3 separate regions of the Oryctolagus cuniculus genome follow, and regions 2 and 3 are each linked to region 1. The links are chromatin contacts, called in public Micro-C maps. All regions are on one chromosome and are shown on one strand. Each heading gives the region's core, a stretch centred on a gene start, on an enhancer-like site or on the middle of the called end of the contact. The rest is flanking DNA. Distances are from core to core; before and after follow the strand shown. Region 1 holds the start of DCAF17 (DDB1 and CUL4 associated factor 17). Region 2 holds the start of TLK1 (tousled like kinase 1). Region 3 has its middle 40 kb from the start of GORASP2.

Region 1 (4,758 bases), core at 1,231-3,730:
TTTCCAAAAGTACTAACAGGTAACAAACCACAAATCCAGGAAGCTCAAAGAACTCCTAGTAGGATAAATACCAGAAAATCTACACCACATACATCATATTCAAAAAAGAGAAAATGAAATATGAAGAGAAAGGGGTCAGCACTGTGGCATAGTGGGTTAAGCCATCACTTCTGACTCCAGTAACCCATACAGCACTGCCAGTTCAAGTTCCAGCTGCTCCACTTCTATTCCAACTTCCTACTACTGCACCTGGGCAGGCAGAAGGTGGCCCAAGTGCTTGGGCCCTTGCTATCCACGTGGAAGACCTGGAAGAAGCTCCCAGTTCCTGGCTTTGGCCTGGTCCAGCCCTTGCTATTGTGGCCATTTGGGGAGTGAAACAGAAGACAGAAGATCTCTGTCCTTCCACCTTTCAAATAAACAAATTAAAAAGATTTAAGAAGAGAAAATCTTGAAAGAACCCAGAGGGAAATAAAAGCACCTTAACTATAGAGGAACCAGGATAATAATTATAATGAACTTCTCTTCAGAGCTCATGCAAACAAGCATAGAGTGGCGTGAAACACCTAGTGTTAAAAGGAGAAACCACCAACAATGAAAATCTCAACAAATTAGAATTCTATGTCCAGAGAAATCATCCTTCAAAAATAAAGGAAAAATTTCTCAGACAAAAATTGAGGAATATGTTGGCTGCAGACCTGCCTTTTTAGGAATATTAAAGGAAGTTTTTCAGAGAGAAGAAAAATGATTCAGAAACTCCAATCTCCACAATGAATGGAAGAGTATTAGAGAAGGAATAATTAAAGGTAAAACAAAATTCTTTGCTTTTCTTATTATTAACAGATAAAGTTTATTCAAAATAAAAACTGCAACAAGGCATTCAGTGATTATAGGACATGGATATGTAAAATGAATTTCAGTGAGACTTGAAAAGACAGAGAGAGATGGATGAGGAATACTACACAATAAAGTAACTGCACTACCTATGGAGAGATCCTGAGCACAACAAAAACATGCCAATCTCTTCCACAGATTTTGGGCTCTCTTACATAACTTTTCTTTATGTAATAGGAGTTGTAGCTTTCAGGACTTTCATCGGTAGGATTGACAGTCTCATGATTTTAGACTTTAGGGATTTTTATCTCTTGAGATTTTCAACGTTTAGGATTATGGCTTTCAAGATTATGATCCACACTAAAAAACTTAAAATTAACTGCAGCGATAGCTGTGTATGTTTGTGAATGCACTAAAAGTTACTTGAAATGTAGAGAAAATGCCCCCTTTTTTAAAGAGATACAAACTGATAATGCTCTGAGTGTCTTTAAAATACGGAGATAAAGGAGAATGAATGAGACAGAGAAGCTCAGCAGATGCTGAGAGCGCTTGAATGCAGGTACCGGGTACGTGAGGTTCTCCTCAGCTTTCCCTTCAGGCTGTCACTGGACAGTGACAGGCAAGGTTGTTGTGGAACATCCCGGATCTATAAACACTCTGCACTTGATGGAAGAAGCTTCTCATAAAAACAAAAAAGACAAGCGCTTCCAACCAAAATACAGACATTCTTCTCCAAAACGTATTTGGTAATCTGGTGACCAGCACTGTTGATTCTGCTATCTTTTAAGTAGGCTATGAAGCAGTACCCTGAGCAATCTATCATTGTGCCTGCACAGTAAAGTAGCTTTGCTTCAAGCTGGCATCTACAAACAAGCAACTTGTAACTTAGATTTAATGAGATTTTTAAATTACATGAATTACCGTCTAGTCTTATTTTGGACCCATTCTCCTACTTCATTAAGCCCAGCTGTACTCATGTGGTTCTATGCAAATGATTAACAGTGAGGTGAATTACGGCAAAAGCTATGAATGGAAAGTTACCTGCTGATACAGCACCGGTAATTGTCAAAATATATTCTTCCTCTCTCATAGGCTATCGGCGACTTGGAATGAGTTGTCCAAACATTCTTAAATTTAGTACTTTTCTGAAAAACACAAGGAGAGTACACATAAGCTCATGTGCACGCGATTTTAAGTGGGATAGCTAAAATTACAATTTTCAAAATAGTTTCATGTAAACTCTCTAAAAACATCATTTTCAGCTCCTCCTCACTTTGCCCTCACGTTTTGGTTTAATACGGTTACCAACTTTTCCTTGCAGAAGATATTAAGCAGCTTAAAACTAAACGCATCTGGAGGCCCTATTAACTCCTGTTACTAATTCCCCATGTTCAGGGCACTCATTCCCTTCCCCTTCGCGTGTGACCCTCTTAAAAGGGGGCTCAATGCTGCACCCCAACCAGAGGCCTGCCCGCCAGGCGCCCCGCTGCCCGCCGTCAGGCCCCCAGCCGGTCACCTGGCACACCAGCGCCCGCAGGATGCCCAGGTTCGTCCTCTGCACCACGCCTGCATCACGCGAGAAGAAGCCCAGCGCCCGGCGACTCAGCCGGCTGCAGACGTTAGGCTTCCGGGTGGGGCCCATGGGGCTGGCCCGATGGAAGAGGGGCGCGCCCCTCACACCGGTGAGAGGCAGGAGTCGCTACCTCCAAACCTGGAGGCCCCAACTTTCCTGGTGGAGCCCAAGAAAAGCGGGCACGGGGGAGTGGACAGGAGGCACAAGGCCGGAGACGCCCCAGTGCTAAAGAAGAACGAAGGAGAAAGGGGGGGGGGGGTGCGGCTTGCCCACTCAGAAGCACTCGGGCTGCGAACTACCCGACGCCCCTACACAGCGCAACCTGCCGCAGCAGCTCTGTAGTTGGGAAATGTAGTTCTTAGAACAATCTGGCGGCTTCCTAGAACTACAATTCCCATTAGGCTACGGGGCACGCGTGTTTGCCGCGGCCCCGCCCCCAACGCGCCTAGGCCCTGCCTCTAACCTGTCCCAACCTTGGCGCCTCCTGGCTTCGCTCTGCCCCGCCTCCTCCGGTCTAGCCGCGGCTGCCCTGGGGGACTGGCGGGCCTTTCCGGGTCTGCGCTCTGCGCGACGGGGCGAATCCCGGGGCTTGGTGCTGCCGCCTCCTGGTCTCCGCTGCTTTCGCGCTTCCTGAACTCAGTGATCGGTTCTTTACCGCCCTGGTACCCTCACGCCTCTCAGCCTTTCGCTCTGGGAGGCTCTGACCAGGTCCCCCGAAGGGCCCTGTGTCGACTGCGACCCCCCTCTCCCCTAAACGGGGTCAGGTGCTAAAGGTACGCCCCCACGACTTTCCTGCAGCCGCACGTTGCACGCTGTGGGTGAGGCTGACTGTTGAACGTTTGAGGGCATAAACACGGCTCTGGTCAGTGGTGGAAGATGCCGCCTCTCCCAGCAAACTAGGATAGGGTTACCCTTTCCCAGAGGCTGGCTCTTCTGTGGCCTGTGGGGAGACTGCCTGGTTTGGGGATAATTGCTGCAATTTCCTTCCCCTCGATTCCTTTCCTTACGGGGAATAAAATATGAAATACTTATATTCTTACTGGACTGCCTAAGACGTTCCGCGTTGACGTCTCCAAGTGAAGGAAAACTTTGTTAAGCACCAGCCCTGCTGGTGTGTTCCCAGTTCCCAGTACCCTAAAAAATGTCGATACCCATGTGCCAGGTGTGTCCCATTGCTGTGCCGCGAGCCCTTGAGGATGGTGTCTGTGTGAACCACGTGGACTTGGTGTCTCTTGTCCACAGGTGCTCAGTGGAAGCGAGGGATTGCCTCTGAGTGTCAGAGCAGAAACTACAACACTTGGTGAGTGCCTTGAGTCACAATTTGTTTCCTACAAACTTGCGTTATCTCCTTTTTACCTTACTGAGTTTCCTTGGGAGCCTGGGTTTTTGCTGATTTTGTGATGACCTATTTACAGCTCAGGGTGGAGTGCTTTGTATATTTTTAGAGGGTGCTATAATAGTTCATCTGGAATTCACGAATGCAGCTGTCACTGAGAAAGCGGGAACCCAGAAAAGATAACTGGGTTTCCTTGGGCAGAAATGAAATTCTAACCATTGCTGAGCTGATCTTGGCATTTCTCTCTTCTCCTTCCTCTTGGCCACCCTCACTCTGTCTTCCTGTGGCCTTTAGCTCACCTCCAAGTCACCCAAGGAAGAGTTCTCCTGTGTGCCCCACTTTCTCACCAGCAGCCTAATTCCTTTTGATGCTAACTCTTACGCATCTCATCTGGGAAACTTGGTGCCCTCCCCACTGCTGTCAGAGTGATTGTTCTAAAGCACAGAGCTGTCATTTGCCTGTTACAGCCTTGCAGTAGCTTCCAATCACCCATAGCAGAATTTCTGAAGCCAGCTGAGGAGGTAGGCAGGATCTTCCATTGTTAATTTAAAACATTTCACTCGCTGCCTCATAAAAAGAGGTGGAGAGCATCCTGTTCCTATTTGCACACAGAAAAAAACAAGCATTTTTGTGGGGAGCAGCCGGACTAGACTGAGTTACTGGAATTAAGACTTATTCTATGCATCTGCTCTCCCACAATATGGCGCTGGGAGAGAAGTAAACAGCTTCCGCACAGCTGCCTCCAGTTCAACTAATAAACTGTAGGACTTGCTCCTGATTGGAGGAGAGCAGCGTACTCGGCGTGTGGGCAGCCGAGTTAGGATTGGCGGAGGAGGACTATAAAGGAGGAGAGAAACGGCATGCACCGGGAACATCTAAGGGGAACATCTAGCTGAAGGAACACCCGTGCAGCCCCCGAGAAAGCCGGCCGGCGGTGTGCCGCTCCCCTGCGGAAGTGGGGAATGTGGCCAGGGGGAACTGCCCTTCCACGGAGGTGGAAGGGATAGTAGCCAACCCG
Region 2 (4,822 bases), core at 1,051-3,550, 300 kb after region 1:
TTTTGCTGATAGAGGCCTCTTTGTAGGTTGGTGTGTGCTTCCTTCATTGTAAGGTACAAGAAAGCAGGAAATGAATGTTCAATTGTCCCTCTTAGGCCGCTCTGACAACAAAACCATATAGAGTAATTTGACTATGCATATACTGTGATCCTCAGTCTGCTTAAAATGAACGTAGGTTGGGATAAAGGTAACTTGAAGCTCTGGAGCAAGTTGGGAGGAAGACAACCTATGGTTTCCAAACCTCTTTGCTTGGGCTTGGTTTACCATCCTGAAGAGGACTCGAGGCCCTTGTAGTCTGGGAACGGCTAGCAGCATAAGAGATCAGGCAGTGACTAACCTCCTTTTCACAGACGAGGAAACTGAAATCAAGGATGATAACCTGCTGAGACTAACACTTAGGTCTCAACTTCCTTCCTGTCTTACGCTCTTTTCACCACAATCTGCTAAGTGGATACCCAAAAATACAGTAAGAGCATGTATTTATCTACATGGCGTTAGAGTGCATGAACTTTGGTATACAAATCTAATGGTAAGTGCCTAAGCAAAAGAGAAGCCCGTGTCCACACAAAGAGTTGCACAAGACATGCTCACGACAGCATTACTCATAATGGCCCAAACGTGGAAAGTGCGAGTGTCCATCAACAGTTGCGCCAACAAAGTGTGGTGTGTTCTCACAATGGACTACTACTACTCAGCAACAAACAGGTGCTACTGATCCATGCAACAGTGCAGACAAGTCTCAGAGTCATCATGCAATGAAAGAAGCCAGACAAGAGTATAGACCGTATGCTTTCACCTACCTAAAATTCTAGAAAAAGCCAACTACTCTCTAGTGACAGGAAACAGATCTATAGGGGTGGGGTGGGAGTAGAGGTAGACCCAAGAAGGAACCACAAAGGGGTAGGATAAACCTTAAACCTTGGAGGGTAAAGATGTATTCTTGCAGGGGTGGTTTCAGGCATGCATACCCATCAGTGTACCAAATCATAAACATGTGCGGCTTACTGTACGTCAATTATACCTCAATAAAGTTGTGGGAGCTCCCTGTTAAGTTTGAAAAGTGAAACACGCCAAAAACTCACTGGAGTATCTAAAGCACAAGAAAACTAAAATTATTTCTGAGGCTGACAACCAAGGCTCTATTCTAGTGTGAGTTTATCTGAACAAAACATTAACTATGAGAAATGCCAAGTCATAAAAATAAAAAATAGAAGTGGCATTTTCGTCCCCCTGGTAATCATGTCATTTCCTCACGTCTATACAGTTGCTCTGCATCATAATCTTTTTTTCGTGTTCGATGCAATTTGGTTTTCAAAAAGAGCAATAACCTTGCTGTATTTTTTCCTGAACTGTTAGGCTGCTCTTTCCTGTAGGCGATACCCAGTCCCTGGTGTGTGTGTGTGTGTGTGTGTGTGTACGTGTATGGGCGTGGAAACAGCTACACTGTATCTATAAATTATAGCAAATGCTGTAATTTGTTTTGGGATTTTTGTAGTCTGCTCAGCAGAGGCACTGGAAACACGTTGGAAATTTCTAGAAATCGTACCCTCTTCTACAAGATGAACCCTGTACAGTTTTCCTAATACGTGAATTCAGTGATCAAAATTTTCCGTTTAGATTTTCCACTTACAGTTTTAAAACAAAGCACTGCTATTCTGCACATAGATCTACAACACCGGTGGTGATTCTCAATTCCTTTACTCAACATTGTCTTTTTCAGAAAACATTAGAAAGTTTGGTTTTCCCACTCCCCTCGCCGCACCCCCTCCCCACTTTTTCTCCTCGGCTCCTTTATTTGGTAATTACTCCCATTCTGTAGACGTGGAGGCGCACACGCCCCTCGCCGTGCTGAGGGGCGAGAAAGAAGCAACTCGCAACTTTTCAGTTCCATTTTGAGAAACCATCACATCGAACTCCCGAGACGCGACAGCCGAGAGGCAGCAGAAGCGTTCCTTCCCCCGGCTGGGTGTGGGTCTGGAGCCAGGCGCGCTGCCGAGGCGGAGAGGGGGAGGCAGGTGGCAGCGGCGCGGGAGCCCGAGCGGCGCGGCGGGGGCGCGAGCGGGGCGCGCCTCCCTCCGGCCGCCGCGAGCAGGCTGCCCCCGCGCACGCGAGTCCCTCGACCCCGGGCTCCCGCGCCGCGCTGCAACCCGCCCGGCGCCCGCGTCTCCTCCCCTCGCGCGCGCTAGCTCCCTCCTCACCCCCCGCCCCCAGCCCCCGGCAGGGCCCTCCCCCATGCCCGCTGCTGCGGCCGCCGCCGCCGCCGCTGCTACCGGAGGCGCAGGAGCCTCGCGATAGTGTTTGCACAGGCGGCGCGTGACGCCGCCGCCGCCTGTAACTGATGCAGAGGTTACCCCGCCGCCTCAGCCGCCACCCACCGCCCGCCGCCGCCGCCGCCGCCGCCACCGCCGCTGCCGGCCGGGCGACGCCGGGGGCCGACGCACTGCAGAGGTGCCGGCAGGTTCCGCCCGCGGAAGTCTCCTCAGCCGGCGCAGCCCGCGCTCCGCCCGCGCTCCGACCCCGGCCCCGGCGGGCGCCCCCTCGACGCCTCCGCCGCTGCGCTCCGTCCCTCCGCCTCCTCTCCGGCGCGCCCGCCCGCTCCCTCGCTTCTCCCCCTTTCCCTCCTCCCCGTCCCCTCTCCTTCCCTCACCTCGTCCCTCCCCACCTCCCCTGCTCTCGGTTTCCTCCCCCATCCCCTTGACTCTCCCCTCCCTGCCCTCGCGCTCTCGCTCGCCCTCAGCGCGGCCCCCGCCATGACGGAGGCGGGTGCCGGTGCCGTTGCCGCCGCTGCCGTCGCAGGGGGGGAGTCGGGTTCCCAGAAAGTAGCTTGATGAGTGTCCAAAGTAGCAGTGGAAGTTTGGAGGGGCCGCCATCTTGGTCCCAGCTCTCCACGTCTCCAACCCCGGGCTCGGCGGCGGCGGCCAGGTCCCTGCTGAATCACACGCCGCCATCCGGGAGGCCCAGGGAAGGTAAGCGCCACCGCGCCCGCGCCCGCTCCCGGGCCTCTGCGCCCGCGCAGCGGCCCCCGCGCCCCCCGGGTCTCCCCCGCCCGACCCCGAGGTGGGGGATGGTGGCGAGGTGGACGCGAGGCCGCCGGGCCAAGGGGAGGTAGTGCGCTGTGGCTGTGGGTGGCGGCTCGCGGGTGGCGGAGGGGACGGGCGAGGGGGTGCGCGCTGGTGGGGACGGGGCGAGGCGCAGAGACTCGCCTGGGGTTCCTCCGAGCCGGTCCTGCGAGGGTGGGAAGCCTGCCCCCGGCCGCGAGCCCCCTTCCTGCTCCATTTGCTAGGACACTCGGCACTCTTAACCTCCTGGCCTCCTGTCCCCGGTGGGTTTTCCCTCCGGTTGGAGCCTTCATCCTGGAGCCCCCTCCCCTTCCCCGGCGCACTCCTCCCATAGAGGCGGTCCCCGCTCTGCGAGCTCCGCTACCCGGCGGCACCTGGAGGATGCCCCTCGCTTGCAGGGTCGCTGCCCTTTGGGGGTAGAGCCGCCGGATTTATCTAGCGCACTTTGATCCCCTGCGTGGCCCCCTAGAGCAATTCAAACGGCAGACTGACTCGTGGGCAGGCTTTTAAAACCACCCCCTCCAGATGGTTGCAACTTTCTCTCGTTCGACATCGCCTCCTGCGTGCTCGTGTGTTATCTTGTCGGGTGCAAGGAGGCTACTGTTCTTCTCTGACAGGGTTGTGGGTTTTGTGGGAAATAGCTGCGTAAAGGTTACTGCAGTCACGCTCCAGATCGGTTACAATTGTTTTCTAAGTTTGCTGGCTTCTTGCATGCAAGCGTGCTGCCGCCAGATGTAGCAGTTACACAGCTAGTAAGGCACCGGAGTGCTTTCGACTGAAATTTCAACTTGCTGTATTTAACTTTGGGTATACGACATAAAATGAAATTTGGGAGAGCATGCATTTCTGGGGGAAGGAGAAGTGCGCATGGAATCTCTTAAGGCTCTTTTGTCTGGAAAACGCTTGGCGGTGTTCATCAGCGATTGGTAAATGGGTTGTTCGTTCCCAGTTATTTCGTACAAGGAGACTGTAGGCACATATTAAAAAAAAAAAAGCTCTGGAAGTCTGATAGTCTGGTGAATCTTTTAAAGAAATAAAGGATTCGATTATGAGGAAACGGTGGGATTAATTTATTTTGAAAATATCTGTCGGTATTTACTATTCAGAGTCTTGACAATTGTTAATCAAGTGTTTTGTGCCCTGAATCCAGTGGTTCAGGCATAGCATTCTTTGTCATTTTGTTCCTGTGAGCATGTGTGAAAGTGACAATAGGCTCAAAGATTGGCATGAATATGCTCTAGAAAATTCATGGAAAGGGCTTGATTTATGGCATCCATTAAACATACCGAATACACTGACAGACATTTCCTCCTTTCATCTCACCCCAGCACCGAGTTTTCATTATCAGAAGATGGAAGTTTATTTATTGAATGACTCGAATTTAATCCACCACATGATTTTCCTTTTTGCACTGGAAAATTTGTAAATGGAGGTTTTAGAATGTATTTTGTAAATAGGGCAGTTGTTAATTTTAGCATCCCTTTACTTTTACAGTTGCATTAAGATGCTTAATGAGAGTATTGTGAGTTGAGACTTTTTAAAAAAAACTATGCCTTTTCATCATTCATTATTTTATTCATTTCTCAAGTATTTATTGAGCCATTAATATAAACCAGACTCTGTACTAGATACTGAGGAACAGTGTTGAATTGTTTGTTGACATCTCTGAGGGGTCTTCAGAAAGTTCATGGAAAATATGGTTTATGAAAAAATATGCATAGGTTTCAGAGTTTTTTGCACCAAAATGAATTCCATGAACCATT
Region 3 (4,391 bases), core at 353-2,852, 460 kb after region 1:
CGGTCTCAGGTGAGGCCAGAGGAGGGCCCACCAGCACAGCTGCTGTTGGGCCCACTGCCTCCTAGGAGCGCCCTCCCAAGGGCACAACCCATGGACACCCCCTCCCCCCTGCCACTGGATTACTGCCCCCCTCTCAGCACCCTGGATGACCTTGGGGGGTTAAACACGTACATGAGTAAAGGACCCACGTCCAATCCACAGCTTGCCGCCCCTGCTCCCCAAAACTCGCGTCCTCTTCACATTACAACACAACCACCCATGATCATGCCATCTCCAGCAGGGTCAAGGTCTCAAGTCAGTTCACATGGATTCAAAAGGCCGAAGTCTCACCTGAGCCGCAAGGCACACGGCTCAGCTGTGAGCCCTCCGGAGCACAGACAAGTGGCAAACCTCAGGAAACAACAGTGGGAGGCGCGCAAACAGCGGTAACAGCCAACGAGGGGCCGCATCAGAACCCCCGCGGAGCAAACATCCACTCCTCTGGCTCCATGCCCGTCATCCTGGGTGCGGAGCAGTCCCAGGGCTCAGCGGCTCCACCGGGCACTGCCCTGCTACAGGTCTCCCGGGTCGCCTGATACCCCTGGAAACCTCCATGGAGGCCCGTGCGTCTCCCTGGCTCTTGCTCTTCCCCCGTGGCTTTCCCAGGCCTGCCTCGGCTGGTATCTCCTGTGCTCTCCTTTTCTGGGGTCTCCCTGCAGCTCCACTAGGCGGCCTCTCCCAAGGCCGCACTTCTGTACCTGAACTCGCAGGCTTTCACGGAAGCCACCGGGACGCCTGCAAACCCAGCAGCGCGTGGGCGACGCCAAGCTCTGCGGCCAGCACGAGCCACGCCTGGGTCCGCTGCCCGCCACCGGCCGCCGAGCCCAGGTGCTTGGCAGGCTGGACACAGGGCACGAGGTCCCAGGTGGCGTTGCGGGAGCTCCCCGAACGCAGCGTGGGGTTGCACCGACCACTCCTGCCCCGCCAGGCCTCCGAGTCGCCTTTGAGACCTTCACTGCCACTCTCAAGGCAGCTCCCTGCCTGCACTCACTCCTGAGCAGGTGCCTCCCCGCCTGGCCCAAACTCTGTCCCACACACGCTCGGGCTCGGTAAGGCTTCTCCCCGGGGAGCTTCCTACGCTCGGCCACGGGCACCCACGCGGCTCTGGGCTGCCCCGGGGACAAACTCGTGCGTTTCCTTTAAGTTCCCAGGAAAGTCACGGGGCGAGGGCGCCCGACTGGCCGGACCTGCAGCGCCGCCGGCCTCGGAATCGGCCCGGGCTCTGGCTGCCCGCAGCCTGCAGCGGCTCCCGCACCCGCCGGCTGGCCCGTTCCACAGCCGCCTCCACCTCGCAGGCGGAGACCCCACCAGGCTCCTCGGTACCGGCCTCTCGGCTAAGGGGGCTCCCCTCCGGGAGGGAGCGCGCGGGGCAGGCCCGGGCGGCGAGCCGGCGAGCGGACAGCGTGGCTCGGCCGAACCCCAGGCCCTGGCCGCCCTCCGAGCGCAGCTGGCCCGTTCCAACCACCGCGGAGGCCTGGGGAGTCAGACACACCTGGGTCCAAGCCCAGCCGCCCCCCAGGCGCTGCGGGTCCCAGGTCTGAGGCAGCAAGCGCCGCCCTGCGGAGGGGGATGGCGGCCGGGACCTAGCCCGGGCTCTGCCCACGCAGGCCTGTGGGGCCGCGAGCTTCTCAGCCGGCTCCAAGTCTGGGGGCCCGGCCGGGAGTGGGGGGCAGGGAGGGGGAGGGGAGCACCCGCACCCCACCGCGTCCCCACAGCTCCGCTTGCTTCCCTGGGGGGCTGCGGGGCGCCACACCCCCGAACGGCGTAGCGTCTTCCAGTCAGCAGCCTCGCGGGCTGCCACTCTTGTTTTATTGTCAAAGGGCCCCCAGATTCTTCAGCATCCTCCATCCCGCTCAACGGCTGGGCTGGAGGGGACGCCGGGAAGCCGAGCCGCCCTACACAACTAAACGCGCTCCCACCTTCGGGGCTGCCCCGGCCCCGCCCGGAGGCCCTGCCCGGCCGTCCCGGAGACCCCGCGGCTCCCGGCGCGGCGCGACATTCCCAGGCTCGCGGCGCCACCTGGTGGCCCGCGGCGCGCACTGCGGGCCCCGCTCGGAGCCCTCCCGGTTCCTGAGCGAGCCCCCTCCGCGTGGGCAGGGGGCAGGACACGAGGCCCTGCGGGAAGGCGAACTTGGTTTCCACAAAGCGAGGAGCTGACGCTTGGGACCAGACAGCCCTCCGTAGGTTCAGCTCCTACCCTAAAGCTCCCCCACGGTGTGAGCTAGAGGCCTCCGAGACTCAATTTGAGCTACAATATGCACCTGCGTACTGGGACGAAGAGGAAAACTTCCCGAGCACGGGGCTTGGCACCTGCTGTTAACACAATGCTACTGTAAACTGTTTGCTGTTTCCGACAGCAGTTTATTTGTAAAGGGAACTACTTTAGCTTGATCGAAAGCAACTTTTAAAAATGTTAAAATAAATGTATACGTAAGTATTAAATCAGAAACCATTTTCTTTTCTGGGCACCGCAGTCTGGGTAACACCAATCCCAGCCTCTCTCTCTCTCTCCCTCTCCCTCTCTATGTTCCCTCCAGGCCACCTCGCCTGACCCCTTTAGGAATAAGGCAGCATCAGGGTGCCCAGGATCTCAGGGGTGGGGTTGGGATGGCGGGAAGCTGCTCCAGCCCCACCTGCCCACGAGGGGATCGGGCCCCACGGCTTCCCGCGGGCGCTGGAGGCTGCACACGCTTCTCTCAGCAGCCCCAGGCTGCTGCTCCTTCCTTCAATTCTTGTAGACGAGGACTCCCGGGCTCTTTCTGCAGGCTACAGACTATTTGCCGGTGGAGATCTGAACCTGAAAAGGTGAATTTCAAGGTCTCTGAAGTTTGATGCTCTTTTTCCTTCTGGGCTGTCATTCCAGGAAAAGAAAAAACAAAACCGTGGCAGAGCCCAAAGCTGGCAAATGCCTTATTTATTTGAAAGAGCAACAGGGAAGGAGAGAGATGGGGTGGAGGGAGAGAACACATTTCCATTCCGAGTTCACTCCCCAAATGCCCACAACGGCCAGGGCTGGGCCAGGCCAAAGCCTGGAACTCCATCCCGGTCTCCTACGTGGGTGCAAGGCCCATCTTCCACGACCTTCCCAGGCGCGTGAGCAGCGAGCTGCATCGGCAGTGGAGCAGCCGGGACTCCCAAGGAGTCGCCTAGCCCGCCGCACCACGACGCCGGCCCCAAGCTCCTTATTTATTACCATCAGAAGGCGCCCTGAGCTCCTGGAGCCCTTTACAGGGCTCCCTGAGAATGCCAAGGGGTTTGCGCTCACTTTCTGCCTTTCACGCGGGTAGTTCAGCAGCGGGGCGGCCCGTGTGGACCTCGCCTTGTGCGTGGCCGGCCGCCGACGGCCCTCACCGACCCGCACGGCGTCCAGGCGGGGCGCCGGCGACTCCAAAGGCTTCAGGACCACTAGGCGGCTCGAGGCTGGCTCGAGGCTGAGCCTCCGCTCCCAGGTGGAAGCCATCCCATTGGTTTTGTTGATTAAAAAGTAATTGACATGTGCTTAAAAAAAAAAAAAAATCCGACAATACGGACGTGCGAGTGCGCCAGACAAGAAATGGGAGGTCCCCTAACCGCCGCCAGCCTCACCCGGGCGCTTCTCGGGGGCCCAGTGACGCCTGCTCCGGCTCCGGGGTCCCTGGGCGCGCAGCTGGCAAATTCCGAGGCGGTGGTCGTTAGGAGAAATCACCGCCATAGGCCCTGGCCGGGGAACTGTTTCCACGCCCCGGGCTAGTGTCTGAGCGCCGGCCACCACGGCACCGGGGTTCCTTGGGTCCCCAGGAGTGAGGGGCCTGGGTCGCCGTGGGCGCCGCTCCCTGATGTCAGGGAGCCCGCGTTTCCCAGCGCCGCCTGGCCTTCCGCGGCCGCAGCGGCGTGGACACCACGATGCCGGCTCCGGGGACGGCGTGGGCAGGCCGCCAGGGGGCGCTCGCCCGCCGAGGGCCGGCCCGTGGCACCTCGCGAGGCCAAGAGCGCCGCGGCTCTTGAAACAGCAGGACTTTCAAATACTGGCAATCAATTCACATTTTGAAATGCGCAGGGCGGCTCGGAGGAAACCTGTGTGGAGCGAACCAGTTTCCGCTCGTTCCGCAGGGGCCTTTGCACGGCGCTGGGCCCCGTCGCAGGTGCACACCGTCCCGGCCTTGGCGCCCTTCCCCCGGGGCGCCCAGGCGGGCGCCGGCCTGGGACTAGGTCCCACTTCCCTTCAGCGGCCTATTCCGGTAGTCAGATAATTGCCCGTGACGTGAATCGCCCATTCTTCGAGGAGACGGGGCTCCAACCCGCAGGAGACCCGTCGGTGGGCGGCGCCGGGAATGTCTGTTCCCAGACGCCGCGCCTAGAGGCTCCCTCCGCCA

What was found. A called contact is a pair of places that touch in the nucleus more often than the background predicts.
Region 2: a contact with region 1 is called in a Micro-C map of ear pinna, with 10 times the contacts expected there. The contact joins the promoter of TLK1 here to the promoter of DCAF17 in region 1. A contact is called at or near these places in 3 of 6 Hi-C or Micro-C datasets (ear pinna, psoas muscle and an unstated tissue).
Region 3: a Micro-C map of ear pinna shows a contact between it and region 1, with 5 times the contacts expected there. The contact joins the enhancer-like site here to the promoter of DCAF17 in region 1. A contact is called at or near these places in 3 of 6 Hi-C or Micro-C datasets (ear pinna, skin fibroblasts and an unstated tissue).

The regions. Positions count from the first base shown.
Region 1 is chr3:69,687,783-69,692,540 of mOryCun1.1, forward strand. It overlaps DCAF17 (DDB1 and CUL4 associated factor 17), which reads right to left and starts at 2,481. Exons shown (of 12, transcript XM_070070703.1): 1 at 2,348-2,481; 2 at 1,873-1,976. The coding sequence starts at 2,473. METTL8 (methyltransferase 8, tRNA N3-cytidine) reads left to right here and starts at 2,424. Exons shown (of 12, transcript XM_070070704.1): 1 at 2,424-2,513; 2 at 3,647-3,704. The coding sequence starts at 2,486.
Region 2 is chr3:69,987,528-69,992,349 of mOryCun1.1, forward strand. It overlaps TLK1 (tousled like kinase 1), which reads left to right and starts at 2,301. Exons shown (of 21, transcript XM_002712279.5): 1 at 2,301-2,966. The coding sequence starts at 2,828.
Region 3 is chr3:70,147,544-70,151,934 of mOryCun1.1, forward strand. No RefSeq gene overlaps it. Among named protein-coding and RNA genes, the nearest start is that of GORASP2, 40 kb to the right of the region's middle. Within about 2 kb of position 1,603, at least 6 of the 8 cell types and tissues checked have an H3K27ac peak or open chromatin away from gene starts, as enhancers often do. A contact at or near this core is called in ear pinna, where this site is marked.